Regions from separate parts of the Zea mays genome. Here region 2 is linked to region 1. Evidence: chromatin contacts called from public Hi-C data. All regions are on one chromosome and are shown on one strand. The core of a region is the stretch at or near the end of the contact, and the rest is flanking DNA. Distances in the headings are between cores, read along the strand shown. Region 1 holds the start of LOC100282858 (plant-specific domain TIGR01589 family protein). Region 2 holds the start of LOC100277347.

Evidence for each region. Hi-C and Micro-C count contacts between places; a contact is called where the count stands out from the background.
Region 2: a contact with region 1 is called in a Hi-C map of endosperm, with 3 times the contacts expected there. The contact joins the promoter of LOC100277347 here to the promoter of LOC100282858 in region 1. A contact is called at or near these places in 3 of 25 Hi-C or Micro-C datasets (bundle sheath, endosperm and tassel).

The regions. Positions count from the first base shown.
Region 1 is chr6:95,634,633-95,637,332 of Zm-B73-REFERENCE-NAM-5.0, reverse strand. LOC100282858 (plant-specific domain TIGR01589 family protein) reads right to left here and starts at 1,266. Exons shown (of 6, transcript NM_001412200.1): 1 at 986-1,266; 2 at 753-895; 3 at 170-275. The coding sequence starts at 779.
Region 2 is chr6:95,929,589-95,932,294 of Zm-B73-REFERENCE-NAM-5.0, reverse strand. It overlaps LOC100277347, which reads right to left and starts at 1,350. Exons shown (of 1, transcript NM_001150939.2): 1 at 287-1,350. The coding sequence starts at 1,136. The coding sequence ends at 492. It overlaps LOC103629584 (60S acidic ribosomal protein P3-like), which reads right to left. Exons shown (of 2, transcript NM_001329682.1): 2 at 2,203-2,615. The coding sequence ends at 2,454.

The DNA of each region.
Region 1 (2,700 bases), core at 17-2,516:
TAAAGCATTATATCTGCATTGCATCATAGTACAGAATCACAGATGTAACATTGGACCAATGGTAGAATAAGATCTGTATATGAATTAACTTCGGACCGACTTGCAAGCAAGAGGAATGAGTCGTCTGGCTGGACGAGAGGAAGAGGAGAGAACGAACAGTGAGCGTTACCAAGTTCAGTGATACAAGGCTCTATCCTGGAGTGGTGGGAGAGGGCATCAACCACTTCTTTCTTGTTCATGTACATCTGAAGGCAGCGCTCTATAAGATTCTGGACCTGTGCAACAGGAATTAGCAGGCGGAGTCAGATGAGCCATCTTATCAATCCATCAAAATAAGCATCCACAAACTCTTTTAGGTACAATTCGCTCCATACTGAGGAAAAAGTTGGCAGAATACAGGATTCGCTGAAACCCTAGGTTAGCAAATCTTACCAATCCATCAAAATAAGCATACACAAACTCTTCTAGATGTCTGTCTAGACCCTTGGTGTTCCACCCAAACCCTAGGTTAGCAATTTGAACATGGGGCCCGAAAGCAGCATGTTCCTTGACGCGGAGTCGGTACGGTACCAGCAGGCAGCAGCAAGGCCCCGGAGCAAAGCAAAACCGCAAGGAGCAGCGACAATTAAATCCGCGCGAAGCGACAATTAAAGCTGGTAGGTAGGCGAGGGAGCCCGCGCGGGGTAGACTGGGAATGGATGCAGCGGCAAAGGCGACGGAGTAGAAGTAGAGGCGAGAGTAGCGAGACCGGCCTTGTGGAGTACTTCCTCGCTAGCCATGGCGGACGCGCCCGCCGCCTTCCTCTTCGCCCCTCTCTCGCTGCCCTAGCCGCGGGGTGCCACTGCCACCTCCTCTCCTCGTTCCCGGGCAAAGGCTCCTCCACCCGCCCTAGCTCCTGCAGCAGCAGTAGAGACGGGAACGAGCGAGACAAATTAGCCCCCGCGGAGGGAGGCCGAGGGATTCAACCGGGCGGGCCGTGCCGTACCTGCCCTGCTTCGACGGGAATCCCAGCCTGCCTGCCTGCCTGCTCCGTGAGGAGGGGAGCTACAGGCGGGTGGGCGGGCAGCAGCTCGGGCTGTGTGGATGTGAGGCGAGCTCTGTGCGATCAATCAACCAATCCACTTCCACTGGGAAGGGAAGGGAGCGAGCGAGGTGGGCTGGGAAAAAAAGAAAAAAGGAAGGAAAAGGAGGAGGAAAGAGCTGCGAGCGAGGTGGTGGACTGGTAGTGGAGAGCGAGAGGCGCTCCCGGCCCCACCCACTGTTCCTGTCGCAGGCCGCCGCTCTGGAATCCGGTTATCCGGGGCTCAGGGAAATATTTGATACACCCCGCACCCAGCACCACCACTGAATCTTTCTCCTTTATTTTCTTTTCTTCTCTTTTGTTTCCTGATTCACATTGTTTCACTGCTTGTTTGTGCCACACAGTTGGGTATCCATGCGCTGTCTGTCTTTTCATTTCAGGCCATTTACTGGTGGTTTATCATGTCACTGTACCAGCCCAGCTCAGAGTCCTAAACCCAACTTCAGTTTACCAAGTAACTAACAGGAACAGAGTGTGTTTTCGTCTTTGTATAACAGCTATTAGTGTCACTGCATGATTGGATGGATGGCAACTGGTGGTAGGTAGGTGTGTGATGGTGGTGGTGGTGGGGAGCACAAATAAAATAAAATATACAAAGACGCACCACCATCAGCATCATCGTATATCTATACTGCATGCTTAAGTTTATCTCCAACAGCATCACTGCCCTAACACATATTTGACTCCTTGTTTCAAACTACACTCTGTTTACACATTTGCACCACCCGGTTTGGCCTTTTCCGCTTTCAGGAAACTGCACTGCACAGTTGCACTTCGCATCCACGTAAGTACAGTACAGGGAGGAGGGGCACCATCCTGTTGCTGCCAAGTGCAGAGACATTCGACGGGCCCCAGATTGTGAGAGCAAGCAGTGTCCGAAAAGACGATAGGAAAGACGAATGAGACCAGCCTGCCTGCACAGACAACATGTGCCTTGCCCAAGATTCAGATCTGGAGCAAGGAGAGCTTGTGCCCCAGACCTAGTACGCTGGCAGCATGGCCTTTCCTCCTGCGATGCGTAGGTTGCCAGTACCAGCTCAAACTTTGTGAACCAACCAACCAAGCAGTATGTGGTTGAATTGGAACTCGATTGTTTTCACCAGAAATTGTTATCATGTTCAAGTTGTGAAGCTTCGATAATCACATATTGATGAGTACTAAACACAACAATTCCCCGATCCACCTAAAGAGATTCTACTTTGGTATTTCCTATCTCCCATCCGTTCAGACCATCAGTTGTATATTAAACATTGTGAACCAACCAACCAGCCAGCCAACTACGGAATTGAACAATCCATACCGTTCTTTAACCTCGGCTGCTAGATTATTCCGTGGCCGATCTCGACCGAGCTGCGACCGCTGATCTCCTTCACCCGTTGCCCACTTGCCATGCCTTTAATCCTCGAGACATTCTCGCCGTCCCCAATCTCGTAGAAGTATCTCGACACCTGCAAGCTGGTGGCCGCGTCCTCTCGTCCCATGTCTACCAGCGTATCTGCCGCTCTCCTTCCCAGCGCGTCTTCGCCATGTGCCTTGCAACTCTGGACGAGCGAGCTCCACGCCTTGGTGTAGTGCCGCAGCGGCGAGTGCTGCTCCATCATCACCTTCATCGCCTCCTC
Region 2 (2,706 bases), core at 101-2,600, 290 kb before region 1:
AAAAGGGGCAGGGCAGGTAGGTAGGTGGCAAACAATTTAAAACGGAACCCAGTAGTAGTACAGCGCAACAACTGCAAGTTTATTACGTAGACCACACACAAACAACAGGGTCCGTGACAGTTGGAACTGAAGCAACCAAGAAATTTTTTTTGAGAGGAACCCAAACACTCATTAATATTGCAGAGGAAAGAGTTGATCGAACGGTGTACCTGCAGAGCGGGAACAAGAACGCTTCGGAAGGAACAATTAACACTTGAAGAATCCAATTGTCAACTTTATTATTCGTTCATTCACAGATGAGAAATTCATTCATGTTTTTTTTTGAATCATGTAATAATCCATGACCACGATCAGATTACCATATGCACACAGAACATAGCAGGAGTAGTATATACATACACACCACAGCACCGACAGAGGATGGGCAGGATGTCTTATTCGCAAATTGGAACCCTTCCCAATTTGCCAAACCGAGGACGACGAGATGGGAATCAGATCTCCTCGACCACGATCCAGTCCTCCTCGCCGTCGGAGAACTCCAGCGCGATGGTGGTGCCAACCATGCAGAACCCCATGTCGTCGCCGTCGTCCTCCACCTCCTCCTCCTCGCCATCCTTGGCATCCAGCAGCCCCTGCTCTTCAACTGCCTGAATCTCTCCTACAGCATCCACGCCGTCCTCCTCTTGCCCGCGGCCGACGAAGAGGTCGTAGAGGTCAGAGAGCCGGCCGTCGGGCGCCGCTCCGCCCTCGTCGTCGTCCTCCTCCTCCTCGTGCCAGCTGCTTCCACCGGCCAGGTACGCCAGCAGGGAGGAGGCGGACGCGCCGCTGTACCCGGGGCCCTGGTCGACGACGCGCCAGGACACGAGGCGGTGGTTGAGCGCGACGTCGCAGGCGCGCAGCTTGCGCGCGCCCTTGGCCTTGTCGCGCGCCTTGGAGACCGGGTGCGCGTGGCAGCCCGCGCACCGGGCCCGCCGGCACTTGCCCGTGCTCCGGGACGCGTTCGTCGGCTTCCTCGCCGCCGCCGCCGCCGTTTCCACGACCGCGTCGGCGTCGGAGTTGTCGTCGCCGGCGGCCGTCCTCAGCACCTTGCTGCGGCTGCCCCGGACGGCGCCGTGCTGCCATCCGTCCCTCTTCATCGTCCGGCTTCGGCTGGGATTGCGGGTTTCGTGGGGGGTGGCTTGTTTGGTTGGAGGAGCGAGGAGAGGAGGTAGTTGGCGATGGCAATTGGCAACTAACTATACAAGCAAGGGGAAAGGGCAGGACCATCAGACCATGCGCGTGTGGATGGTTGGGCAAGTGTGTTGGAGTCGCCAAGGCCAACCATGGCCGCACCGCACCGGTGGTTTGGTTGGTCGGTTCTCGGTTGGGTGGGACTTGGGGTACAAGTATTGGAGGTAGAAGTGGTGGGCAAGCAAGCAAGAGTGTGGACCGGATCAGGAAACCCAAATCAAATGGGAGGTCGGTCAAGGAAGCTAATTCTATTCTTCATTGCACTAATACAAAAAGGTATTCTTTTTTTACGCGGTTGCTTTCGGGACTATAATACATTATATTATATTATAATATGTTATATGATAATATAATATTTTTTAAAAAAAATTAATTTTTTCCTAAGAGAAAGGGTCAGTTCGTTGATTGAAACAGGGTTACAAACAGAGAGTGCAGTAGACTGAATCTCCTCACAAGGTTGTAGGTCCTGACACGATGTTACGTTCCTTGGAGGAATCGAGAGAGAATTCCAGACTTTCTTCTCCTCTTCATCCCGTCCCGTGCGACGTGCGCGCCGCAGCACGATTCCTAGGCTATTTTTCTTCTACGGACTCCGAAACAACCAACCGGCGACGTACGGAACCGATAACTCAAGTAGGATGTAAATACGAAAATACTCTGATCCCAAAACACATGTCATATCGCCATTCGTTTCTGAAATCAACACCACCCATGTTTTCCACTCGTCTCATCCAAACTATTTGTTTTAGACAAATTCGTAACCGATCCCAAAACTAGACTAGATTTTACATCCCACATGTTCTACAGTTTTCCCCCCACACCTACTCCGGTCCTCCCTCGGTGGTCGGTGCAACAGGCGAGTGGGCCCGAGGGACAAGAGTGGCCGCTACTGCCAATCCATCTGTGCTCTGGAGGACAGCAGCAGCATACAAGATAGCTGACTCAGAATCTGACAGTTTGTGATGATGTAAATGCTTGTCAGTTTGAAACTCCAGTGCTGCTTTCATATAATTGCGTCGATTTTACAGCTCTACACAAGTCATTGTTTAATCTACAGTATTGTGCGTACGCAATATATATTCGTGAATTTTGGAGAAAATTTTTCATTCCAGACAACGTATCAAGCTCTCACATGTGGGACTGGAACAAAAAGGCCGCTTGAGCTCTTCACGTTTCGCGACACGACCGAACAGCAACCATGCACACGCAGCTTAACTCTGTCTCTAGTCGAACAGGGAGAATCCCATGTCGTCGTCGCTCTCTTCCTTCTCCTCTTCCTTCTTCTCCTCCTTGGGAGCTTCGGCCGCAGCACCACCCGACGCGGCGGCGGACGCGCCGCCGCCGCCGCCGCCACTAACCATCATCGCGCCACCACCGACGATCACCTGCACAGGGTTAAGCATTCAACATCTGGATGTGTGGGTGATGGACAAAAAACTACAGCCTAGACCCATCGCTGCCCAATACAGGGACACA